Linked DNA regions of Hordeum vulgare: region 1 is linked to region 2. A link is a contact called in public Hi-C data. All regions are on one chromosome and are shown on one strand. The core of a region is the stretch at or near the end of the contact, and the rest is flanking DNA. Distances in the headings are between cores, read along the strand shown.

Region 1 (5,089 bases), core at 2,078-4,577, 140 kb after region 2:
AAAAGTCGATGCTAGAATCATAGATCTTACAACTGTACTTACAAAAAGAACCATTCAATATCAGAATTTTATCATTGCTATATGTTGGGATTTCATATCATAGAGTGATAATTCTCCTACATTAAGATTATACCAAATTAATGAACGAATAATGGTACCTGAAGAATCGTCCTCCCCTGCTGTTAGTTCAGTACCCTGGTGCCTCATTCTTTGCACAACATCTGATCCCAAATCTTCAACCTAGTTGCCAATTGTGGTCAACAAATAGTAGCAGGGAATAATTCTATAACTAACTTAGAATTGGTATCCCAATCAACTCATTTTGCATCCAACTTTTATGTTTCATGCCATCATTTGAAATATTGTTTTCATTCTACCGGTAAAATGGACGGGCGCGGCAACGCGCGCCATCAATGATCTAGTTTGTATGATAACTGACGGCATACATTGCACTGGCTGTGAGGGGATACAAATAAAGTGCTCCAAAATGGCAGATCCTAAGTGATTCAAGGCAGCTGCGTCCGAAATCACATGAGCTAGTCCCAGCGCATTCCAAAGGGCAGTGGCTCGGCTGCAGGTAAACAGGAGATACTTGACATCTTCAACACCCTGATTGCATATAGGACAATGACCCAGCCAACCTACTTGACGGTTAGTAAGAATTGATTTCTCCAGCAGAAGATCTGAACTTTGAGAGGTATGGATAGTTTCCAAAGACAATGCCAAACTGGGTTAGTAGCTGATGGACCTGAAGCCGAAACATTGAAATCCCGCCTATATTGACGAGTCCATTCAACATGGTAAGCAGTGCGAACGAAGAAAATACCAGTCTCTGTGAAGTGCCAGGAGATAAAATCCTAAAACGCCATGTAACTAAGGGGAATGTGAATGTTCTTCCCACAACGACGGTACAAAAAATGGAGGAGATTAATGGTTCATCCCATTGATGACCTAATCTCCGGTGAACACACTGCTACATCCACAACAGGGCCATCAGACTCTCGCAGACTTCTATTCAATGTTGTTCCCTAAATCATGGCACACCACGTGTCGGGGACTTACACCATGACGACATGTTGGTAATGGATAATCATTACGATTCAAAATAGAACATAAACATTCAAATATGGAGCATCAAAACAATCAAAGAAAATAAAAGCATTAGAGGCAGAATTATTTTCTCATTGGTTCAGTTGGAATGATTTCATCGTAGAAATGCTAATTGAAGTAAAAAAAAGTACACATAAAAACATAAGCATTGTCTTCATTTGTCACCACATAACATGATGAATGATCCTTGCCACAAATCCATCTCGGTATTTGGCATCTAATCTTGACATATTATTGTCTGTAAGGCTGAAACACAAAATTCATGCAATAATATTCAGGACATAGTATCCCAAATGATTGATGCCCCTTTTTTAATCAATTAGGGCATCACTCGATATCCCGTCAGGACCATAGATTTTTAGCATCAAGAGGCTGCACCGCTACCTTAACCTAGTACAAGTTGTTTTAAGCCTTCATGTTTATCATTTCTCTAGCCAGTTGAACTATGAAGCACAACAACTCTTTGAAAGAAGTTAAGAGGATGCACTTCCTGCTACCAGGCGCCAAAATACAGCAGCAGTCGGCACCTCAGCTGGGGAGCCAGATCCAGTAGCAGCCCCAACATCAATGAAGAATTCGTAGAGTGATCAGAACATGCCACGCGACGTAGCAAATAGGGGAACCAATATGCATCTAAATAGTCTCACGTATTCAAATTATTTTCCCTTTCTACAGAAACTCACTTTGTATTTATATCATAATAAAAGCAAACAGATAAACATGCTACTTAAATGATTCAGAGTTATATAAATAAACTCATATATAGAATGATATGAAGTTGAAGTATCTTTGTCTCTCTAGGAATTAATAGAAACAAATATAATGCCAAAATAACTCATTGCTTCCTTAAATGATATCTCAAGCATAACCTTCAGGAGGATTATACCAGTCGAAGAAAATAAATGTAGAAATAATCTTAAATGCCAGATTCTCTATCTCTTAAGACATTCTGAAAGAACTCCACAACAAACAAATATATCATAAAGGTTAGTGTTTGTGAGCATCTTCCAGCAACATACAAGCCATGGGAGTGTAATTTGGATATCTCAAGTGTCAAATCTAGAGCTGAGAATAGCATCTCTACATGGACTAATAAAAAAAAAAATCAACATACCTCCTACTACACTGGCTGATAGTGAATTTGGTAGATGCCCACAAATGACAGTTTAGCAGTGTCTCCGAGTCTCTATACATCTGGAGTCCCATGTTTCTCCTCGGATACAATGAAATTGTATGCTTCACAGGAGGATCTGCACAAAATAAATGAAGAACACTTAAGTTTCTTATCCTTGTAAGAAGAGGTAATTCTAACGAGAACTTGCCAAGGGCACCCAATCAATTCAGTTCATGAAAACTTGTGTCCATCGGAGCTTCTTATGCCAACTGAACCATGTTGACCTTCCCTAATCAGCATACGCGTTCTCTACTCGCATAGATATGTTTGATTCTCCTGTTTGTTGTATTTCTTTATCCCCGTTAAAAATTAATGCCAGGGATGGAATGAGAAATGAGTAGAACCTTGAAGAACAACATCAAATATACCTTCTTCATTCTCAGGTAATTAAAACCAAGGGAGACAAGGAGACACGGATGGTTGCTGGAGGATAACTATAGACGGACGCGTCGGGCGCGGTTTCAGGCGAACGGACGCGTCGGGCACGGCTCAGGCGGACGTTGCCACGGGAGGGACGGGCGTGGTTTTGGCGGACCTCGCCACGACAGGGACGGGCGTGGTTTTGGCGGACCTCGCCACGACAGGGACGGGCGTCTCGGGCGCGATTTTAGGTGGACCTCCGCCGCCGCACTTCGCCGCCCCACGCGCCGCCGCCTCCAGCCTCGCCACCCCACCACATGGTGTGTTGCGCCCGCCGCCAGATCCGGCCCGACTCGTCATGGATCCGGCCGCCCCACGAGCCCCTCGGCCTCGCCTCCACCTCTGTCCACCGCCGCGACGCTCGCCGGCGCCGGAGCCGCCGTAGATGGACCGGCCTCCTCCTCAGCCAAATCGGGACCGGACCATCCCGATCCACCCCATCCCTGGACCGGTGAAGAACAGAGGCTTTTATGAAAAAACGAAACGTTTTTTTCACTTAATGAAGGACCGCGGGTTGATTTTGAAACAACAGGGGGACGTTTTTGCAAAACTGCCACCACGGACGACAGAAACAATATTTGCTTTATTATTAGGGAGAGAAAAGCTAATCGGGCGATCGAGTTGCAAACACAAGAAAGAAAGAAGCCCACCACAGCGAATTCCCTCGTTCCCTCCTCGCCTCCTTCCCTAAACCCTCCCTTGCCGGCTACCAAGGCAGCGGCTCTGTACACCAGGCCGCCAATGGAAGACGCAACGAAGCGGAGGCACCAGCCGGGCGCTCTCCCGGCGCGCCGCAAGGTCGTGGAGGAGCCCTTCGACCCGGCGCCACCTCCCCCCGCTGCCGCAGCCGCCCCAGCGGCAGCGACGGTGGCCTCACCGGCCCACCTCGTCGGCGCCATCGTCGAGAAGGGCTTCTCCGCCGCCGCGCCCTCCTCCGCCCCGCGCCCCACCGTCCTCCCCTTCCCCGTCGCCCGCCACCGCTCCCACGGCCCCGTAAGCCGCCGCCGCCGCCCCTCCCTGAAACCCTAGCCTAGCCTTGAACCCGCCAACCTGCTCCTCTCCTCTCCAGTTAGTGCTTGCTTGTGCTTTACGACTGATTAACTGCTCTTTTGCAGCACTGGAAACCGGTGGCGAAGGGTGCCGACAAGAAGAAAGGGGAAGGGGAGGAGGAGGACTACGGGATGGATGTGGACGACATGGACTACCAGCCCGCAGCCGCGGTGGCCGGGCCTGTGAGGAGGAAAGAGAAGAAGGGCATGGATTTCAGCAGGTGGCGAGAGTTTGTCGCTGACGATGTGCCCCCCAAGCGGAGGCAGGCGAAGAAAGACAACACAAAGAAAATTGATCATGTGGCTGAGGTTAAAAATGCAGTTGGCCAGGTGGGCGAGAGGGGATTGGGGGGAGATGGCATGGAGCTGGACAGTGGAAATGGTAGGGAGGCGTTGGGCCCAATGGGTTTGGTTTCTGATGTGTTGTCAAAGAAGCTGATTAATGCAGGGGATGCATCGATGACAGAAGGTGGGGCTGGGGTTGCAGAATTGCAAGGAGTGAGTATGCAGCTTGATGATGGGGAGCCATCGATCGCAGCAGAGATTAACGCAGAGAACACAGCAAGGCTGGCTGGGATGTCGGCGGAGGAGATAGCGGAGGCACAGGCAGATATTTTGAATAGGATGGATCCAGCTCTGGTGGAGGTATTGAGGCGTCGGGGGAGGGACAAGTCTGGTGGCAAGAAAGATAAGGGTAAGGATAAGAGTAGGCAAACTTCAGGGCCAGGGAAGACTGCAAAGGCTGTTCCAGGCGAGCATTTGACTGCTAGTGAGCAGAGTGCACACTCTTGGAAGGCATGGAGTGAGAGAGTGGAGCGGATCAGGTTGTGTAGATTTGGATTGGATGGAGATATTACGGGATTTCAATCTTCCCAGGAGCAACAAGATGGTAAATTATTTCTTCTTTGCCCTCTTGAGTTTAGCTTCTTGTGGTGGCATCAAAGTCTGCCTTTTCTGCTTGTAGGCAACAAGACTCATGGAGAAAACGTAGCTGAGCGTGACTTCCTACGGACAGAGGGAGATCCTGCAGCTGTTGGTTACACAATCAATGAGGCGTTGGCACTTACAAGGAGCATGGTTTGTTTTATAAACTTTACCAGATGGTGGATGGGCAAAATATACTTAGCGTTTGGCTGTATTCAGTGTCAAATTCGAGCAACATGAACATTGGAACATATATAGATTTCTTCTTGAATTTTGCAGCGTTCATGTTATGCACAATTGATTACGTGGTACATATTTTAATAATTTTTTGTCAAGCTTGGTAGTTCTTGCTAAATTTACAAATGCAAGATCTGCATGCAATCCACATCCAACTAGATAGGTTGTTAAACTT
Region 2 (5,616 bases), core at 2,182-4,681:
TATCAAATTTTGATATGGATATTTGATCACTTGATGGATAAACAATACATTCTGATGGGAGTAATATATTTCAAGCAATAAGATGGTGCAAGAAATAATAGGATAAAAACTGTGAAGAAACATCTCAGTCAAAACTGCTGCAGTGGGTCAAAGCATGTGATGATGTAAAACTACAAAGCCTGAAGACCATTTCACAATGTCCAAAATAATGCTAGAGATCCAACACTATTTCATGATTCTAAAAGCGAAAGCATACTTACACACACACACACACACACACACACACACACAGGGGCAAGTCAGGCAGCTTTAACACAATTTGGTATAAAGTTATTGCCAAGAACCACGGTTCTACATACACTGTAATTGAGTTGCCATAGCAATATGATGACTAATTGAAAAATATCAACCTTGGGGTAAAGAGTTTACACTGCTTATGTTTAGTTCCACATTTTTCTTGTATGTATCAAATGAGATTTTATTTTATTTTACTACAAATTTATAAGCCGTTTTGTTTCACCTTCATGTTGGAGTCCAAGGGGAAAAACAAAATTATATTGTGACATGATCTTCCGATCAAGAGCAGCTAGGGGTGAGAGGAGATTTGAAAGCCAAATTCCAAATCATAATTGATGGTTTAAACCATTTCGGATGGTCATATCACAATATATCACCTTCAGCCTTTTTCCCGTGCACTTCGGAAGCTTACAATTTGGCCGGTGCAGAAAGTCAGGAGCCTGATTTAAATGCACAATTGTACGTTGGTTCGTACATTTGACTGAAACCGCCACACACTGACACACTGATCCATCGGCTGCACCTCCTCTAGTCACGATATCCCAAATTCTGTCCTACTTCACATCGCAAAATCATGATGCTGCAAATAATCTACAGTTGATCCATCGGATGTGTCTTGCAGCAATACCGATCCATAGTGATCACAATCCTGAACCACTGTAGCTGCACCTTGTCAAAACAACACCACAAACGCCTAGCCTCCAACACATCAGAAATTCATCATACCGCGAAGAAGATTGTGTTGTGCAACAATCCCACATAACAGGAGCAAGGTCCCAGGAATTTGTTTCCACACTTAGCATTTCCTAATTTAATGTCTATGGTCTCATTGATTAATGACTAAATATTAACATATAGCTCAATGTGTGAACAGACTGTTTGCCAACAATATTCATGTATCATGTTATACATTTAGATTTTGGACAAGGATCTTCAATAAGTAGCAAGTAACTTAAAACTAAAAAAGGTCAAAGTCACAGGCCAGGAAACACCAAAGTAACACATGTACTAATGTTCTGACAGCGAAAACCTCTCAGTGCCCTTTCTACCACAAAGCATGCTCGTGACAGGAGATAATCCATTTCCAACTCAGCCATTCGAACAGATGTAGGGAATAATGTCAATACATTTGCAGTAGTTACAATTCAGAAGTAATATGCTGATACAACTGCTGTAAGATTTTTCAGAATCAAGAAATAGGAACTCACACTTGAGTGATTTGTCGGCTCTCGTGATTTCCTCTCAATATTGTGATTCTGTCTCTGTAACGAACTTTGAGAGCCACTAATAATGAAACAGTCTCCACTGAATAGTAGCCACGGTCTGCATCAAATGTCCATAAAAATAAGTCCAGTTATAACATGGAACCAAATGAATACAATCGAAAGAAGAAGAAAATCAAATTATATATAGAAAGAAAAAGAATAACCAGTCAACAAAACTGAAATAATAGCATTTCTACCGAACATCTACGAAGAGGTCATTCCTAATAAAGATACTCATTGAGTGGTATCTTATTTGTCTGATTCATAGGTGAGCTGCATAAATACATCTAAAGCATGTGGTGTAGACAACATGGTTTTCAAAAGTAGGGGTGCAACCCCCACAAATAATTGGAAGTGCTTATATATAAGGCAGTATACTAGCACCCTAGAAATCCTGGAAACAGAGCAAACAGCACATGGTAAGACAAAAGGAAAAAGACCGGGAGATGGGTATATAATACCCACCTGCCCCATGGCTTCTAATAGCCCCATCTACTCCTGTGACCTAATTCCCAGAACCACTCCCTTGTCCCTCACCGCAGCAGCGGAGCCATCATGCTCCTCCCCTTCCTCACATCAACAGACACCATCACACAACCCTACTTTCTGCCTCGCAAGCCATCTTTTCTCCCTCATCGTAGCAACACGGGAATATAGTTTACCAGCCCAGGATCAGCGACAACACTGGGCAGCGGCAGAAAATACTCTGTGCGCCCCATATGCTAGATGGCTAAGGAGAGGGGGACATCTTACCATCTAAGGGTAATGAAGCGACACCTTAGTCGAATGGTTGTCATTCTTACAACGTAATCATGCTGATATCAGTTCTGAGAATGCTTGCCACGCAGGGAAAACCGTACACGTATAAATACAAAAAAAAGTCCCTGTTTGTTGCTCTACCGGTAGAGAACAAGGTATCCATACCATCCAAATTCGAGGTTTTATTTCCCCGGGCAGCCTTTTGCCTTGTTAAATAAGGCAACAAAAGTCCAAAATCATCACCCCAAAATTCTCCAAATGTGCCGTCACTATAATGAACACTTTAAGGATGTCCATTCATGCCCATGAGAATCACTTCATACCTACTCGGTTGACATATCAAAACCAAAACAGCATCCATCTATTTAATCAACAGAACAGGACCTAGCATGATGGCACGATTCATTCTAGCAATCCATGGAACAACAGTAAGAAAAAAAATAAAAATCATTAGCGTAATAAAGAATCTATTCGCAACCCCGCCAGCTCAAACCTCCCAATCCGCACAGGCCAGGAGGGGAGGATCTATCGAATTGGTAGTCCCCCCTGATTGCTCTCCATTAAATCAGAATCAGATCGAACGACCTGACCGAATCCTCTCGGCGGGAAGGGCCAGGGGCGGCAGCGGGGACGTACCGACGTAGTCGCCCATGAAAAGGTAGTTCGTGTCGGGGGTGTCGCCGCCGATGCGGAATAGCTCGATGAGGTCGTAGAACTGGCCGTGGATGTCGCCGCAGACGGTGACCGGGCAGCGCACGGGCTGCACGTTCCACTCCTCCATGAGGATCGCCTTGGCCTGCTCGCAGAGGGCCTTGACCTCGGCGTCCGGCAGGAACTTGCAGTCCCGCAGCTGCGAGATCTGCCGGTCCAGATCCGAGTGCGACGGCATCGTCGCTGCCGCGCGCCGCTCCCCTCACGTCCGCCTACGAGCAAGGTTCCCGCCGGGGGGCAGGGGGCGGGGGCGGGGCCGCTGGGCCGTCGACGGGATCGGGGGAGGAGGAGGGGGGGATGGAGGAGGAGGAGGAGGGCGCGTTCATGCCTCCATTTTTTTCCGCGTGTTTGCTATTGCGGGGAGGGTGGGGGGGTGGATTTTTTTCGCTTGGCTGGCTGGCTGGCTGGCTGTGTGTTGGTATTTGTTTTGGTTTTGGCTTGGGTTGGGTGATTTGGTCCTCCTAAGAATGATTTTTATGAGGTGTTTATGGGAGGAAAGCTCCGCGACGCGTACTTTCCAGGTGTGGAGGGATTAGAGAAAGGCAGGGATGTTCCGTGGAGGGGATGCATGTGGCCCTCCCCCCTCTCTCTCTCTCTCTCTCGTGTGCGTGTGTGCGTGTGTGGTTTGGCTGGCTTGGTCGTGTGCCTATCTGTAACGCAGTCTGGCTTGGTTTTGGTTGGCTTGGCTCTCGCTACGGTGGAATAGCTGTATTTTAAGCAGGTTCGTGTAGCAGTTGCACCATTTTTTAGTTTATTATACTAGTAAAAAGGTTCGTGTGTTGCAACAGAAAAAAATATTTTTTTAAAAATAATTTATTGTAATAAAGATACATATTGGATACTGACTCCACCGGTGCAGGATATCGGAAAACAAATTGGATACATATTTTCTTTAATAAAGGAATCTAGCAAACCTTTATTAATTATATTTGCATCTTCTAATCTCTAGAGTATACTTTCACCATGAAGATTCACTGATTATAATCTTTTGAGTTCCTTGTTTTCTTCTTCATCGTATTCATACGTGTTGAAATATACTACTCCCTCCATTTTTAAATATAATTCTTTCTAACGATTTCAATATGAATAACATAGGGATATATACATACGTGTTTTGGAGTATATGTTTACTCATTTTGCTTCGTATATAATCAATATTAAAATCTCTAAAAAATACATATTTTTATAAGCAGAGGGAGTATTCCCTTGATCGGTATGCTAGTTTCAAACTCAAGATGTCCAATTGATCACTTCCGTGCAAACTATGTGTAAATGCAGGGTATGGCTAATTATGATTGAGCTGTTTTTGTGATCCATGTCAATGCCATCATTGGAAAAAATATTGCTCCTCCTCACGCTCGGGGTGTATTAACAAAACTCCCTCACCTACACAAATATTAAAATGATGATATAAGATTCAGTCTAGAGTCTTACGCCGATTCACGGCCTTTCATCTATATACGTAGACACAAAGTACTCCATTGTCAACTAATATAAAAGCATTTAGATCACTACTTCAATGATCTAAACGCTTTTATATTAATTGACAGATGAAGTACCATACATTGCAACAACCAAGGAAACTGAAAGGGAGAAACTCAAGCATCTAGAGATTATGTACACGAAGTGTTGCTCCATAGCGAAGCAAACTGTTATCCATAAAATTGGTAGTGTTAGTACAATGAAAGAATGGTGCTGATCGGTCAAGCTCCACAAATTTGGAATCTTTTAAGTGAAAATATCCCCACTTATTTTCCAAAGTGATGATGAATCAATTATTTATTACCGTGATCATCTACTACAAAAAAAGGATCTCAATTGGCGAAGTACGTACCAAATAGGTAAGCTATAACAATGTTAATCTATAGATGAGTTCATTGCATTAATTTGTCATCCAGCTGTTAGAAGCATATCCAAGTTAGACATGATTTCAATAATTATTAGAAAAAATTGATCCTAAGTGCACTACCCAACTGCAAGATCAAAGACATCAGTTAAGGAAAAATAATTACACTTTGTAGCACAGGAAATCACAAGCTAGCATAGGCTAAATAAAACAACACAATTCAGATTGAATGAACACCTGACTCAGTTAAAAGACAATGGCAAACGATATTGTTGGGGAACGTCGCATGGGAAACAAAAATTTTCCTACGCGCACGAAGACCTATCATGGTGATGTCCATCTACGAGAGGGGATGAGTGATCTACGTACCCTTGTAGATCGTACAGCAGAAGCGATGTGAGATCGCGGTTGATGTAGTGGAACGTCCTCACGTCCCTCGATCCGCCCCGCGAACAATCCCGCGATCAGTCCCACGATCTAGTACCGAACGGACGGCACCTCCGCGTTCAGCACACGTACAGCTCGACGATGATCTCGGCCTTCTTGATCCAGCAAGAGAGACGGAGAGGTAGAAGAGTTCTCCGGCAGCGTGACGGCGCTCCGGAGGTTGGTGATGATCTTGTCTCAGCAGGGCTCCGCCCGAGCTCCGCAGAAACACGATCTAGAGGAAAAACTATGGAGGTATGTGGTCGGGCAGCCGTGAGAAAGTCGTCTCAAATCTGCCCTAAAAGCCCCATA

What was found. A called contact is a pair of places that touch in the nucleus more often than the background predicts.
Region 1: a Hi-C map of seedling shows a contact between it and region 2, with 2.6 times the contacts expected there. The contact joins the promoter of LOC123413414 here to the promoter of LOC123412685 in region 2. A contact is called at or near these places in 3 of 6 Hi-C or Micro-C datasets (leaf and seedling) and 1 of 1 datasets of contacts at active chromatin or transcription factors (embryo).

The regions. Positions count from the first base shown.
Region 1 is chr7H:502,372,086-502,377,174 of MorexV3_pseudomolecules_assembly, forward strand. LOC123413414 (transcriptional elongation regulator MINIYO) reads left to right here and starts at 3,328. Exons shown (of 10, transcript XM_045106346.1): 1 at 3,328-3,697; 2 at 3,820-4,642; 3 at 4,718-4,830. The coding sequence starts at 3,446. It overlaps LOC123412670 (a long non-coding RNA gene), which reads right to left and starts at 2,308. Exons shown (of 4, transcript XR_006613569.1): 1 at 2,225-2,308; 2 at 159-240.
Region 2 is chr7H:502,231,319-502,236,934 of MorexV3_pseudomolecules_assembly, forward strand. It overlaps LOC123412685 (serine/threonine-protein phosphatase PP2A-1 catalytic subunit), which reads right to left and starts at 3,432. Exons shown (of 6, transcript XM_045105629.1): 1 at 2,958-3,432; 2 at 1,506-1,620. The coding sequence starts at 3,210.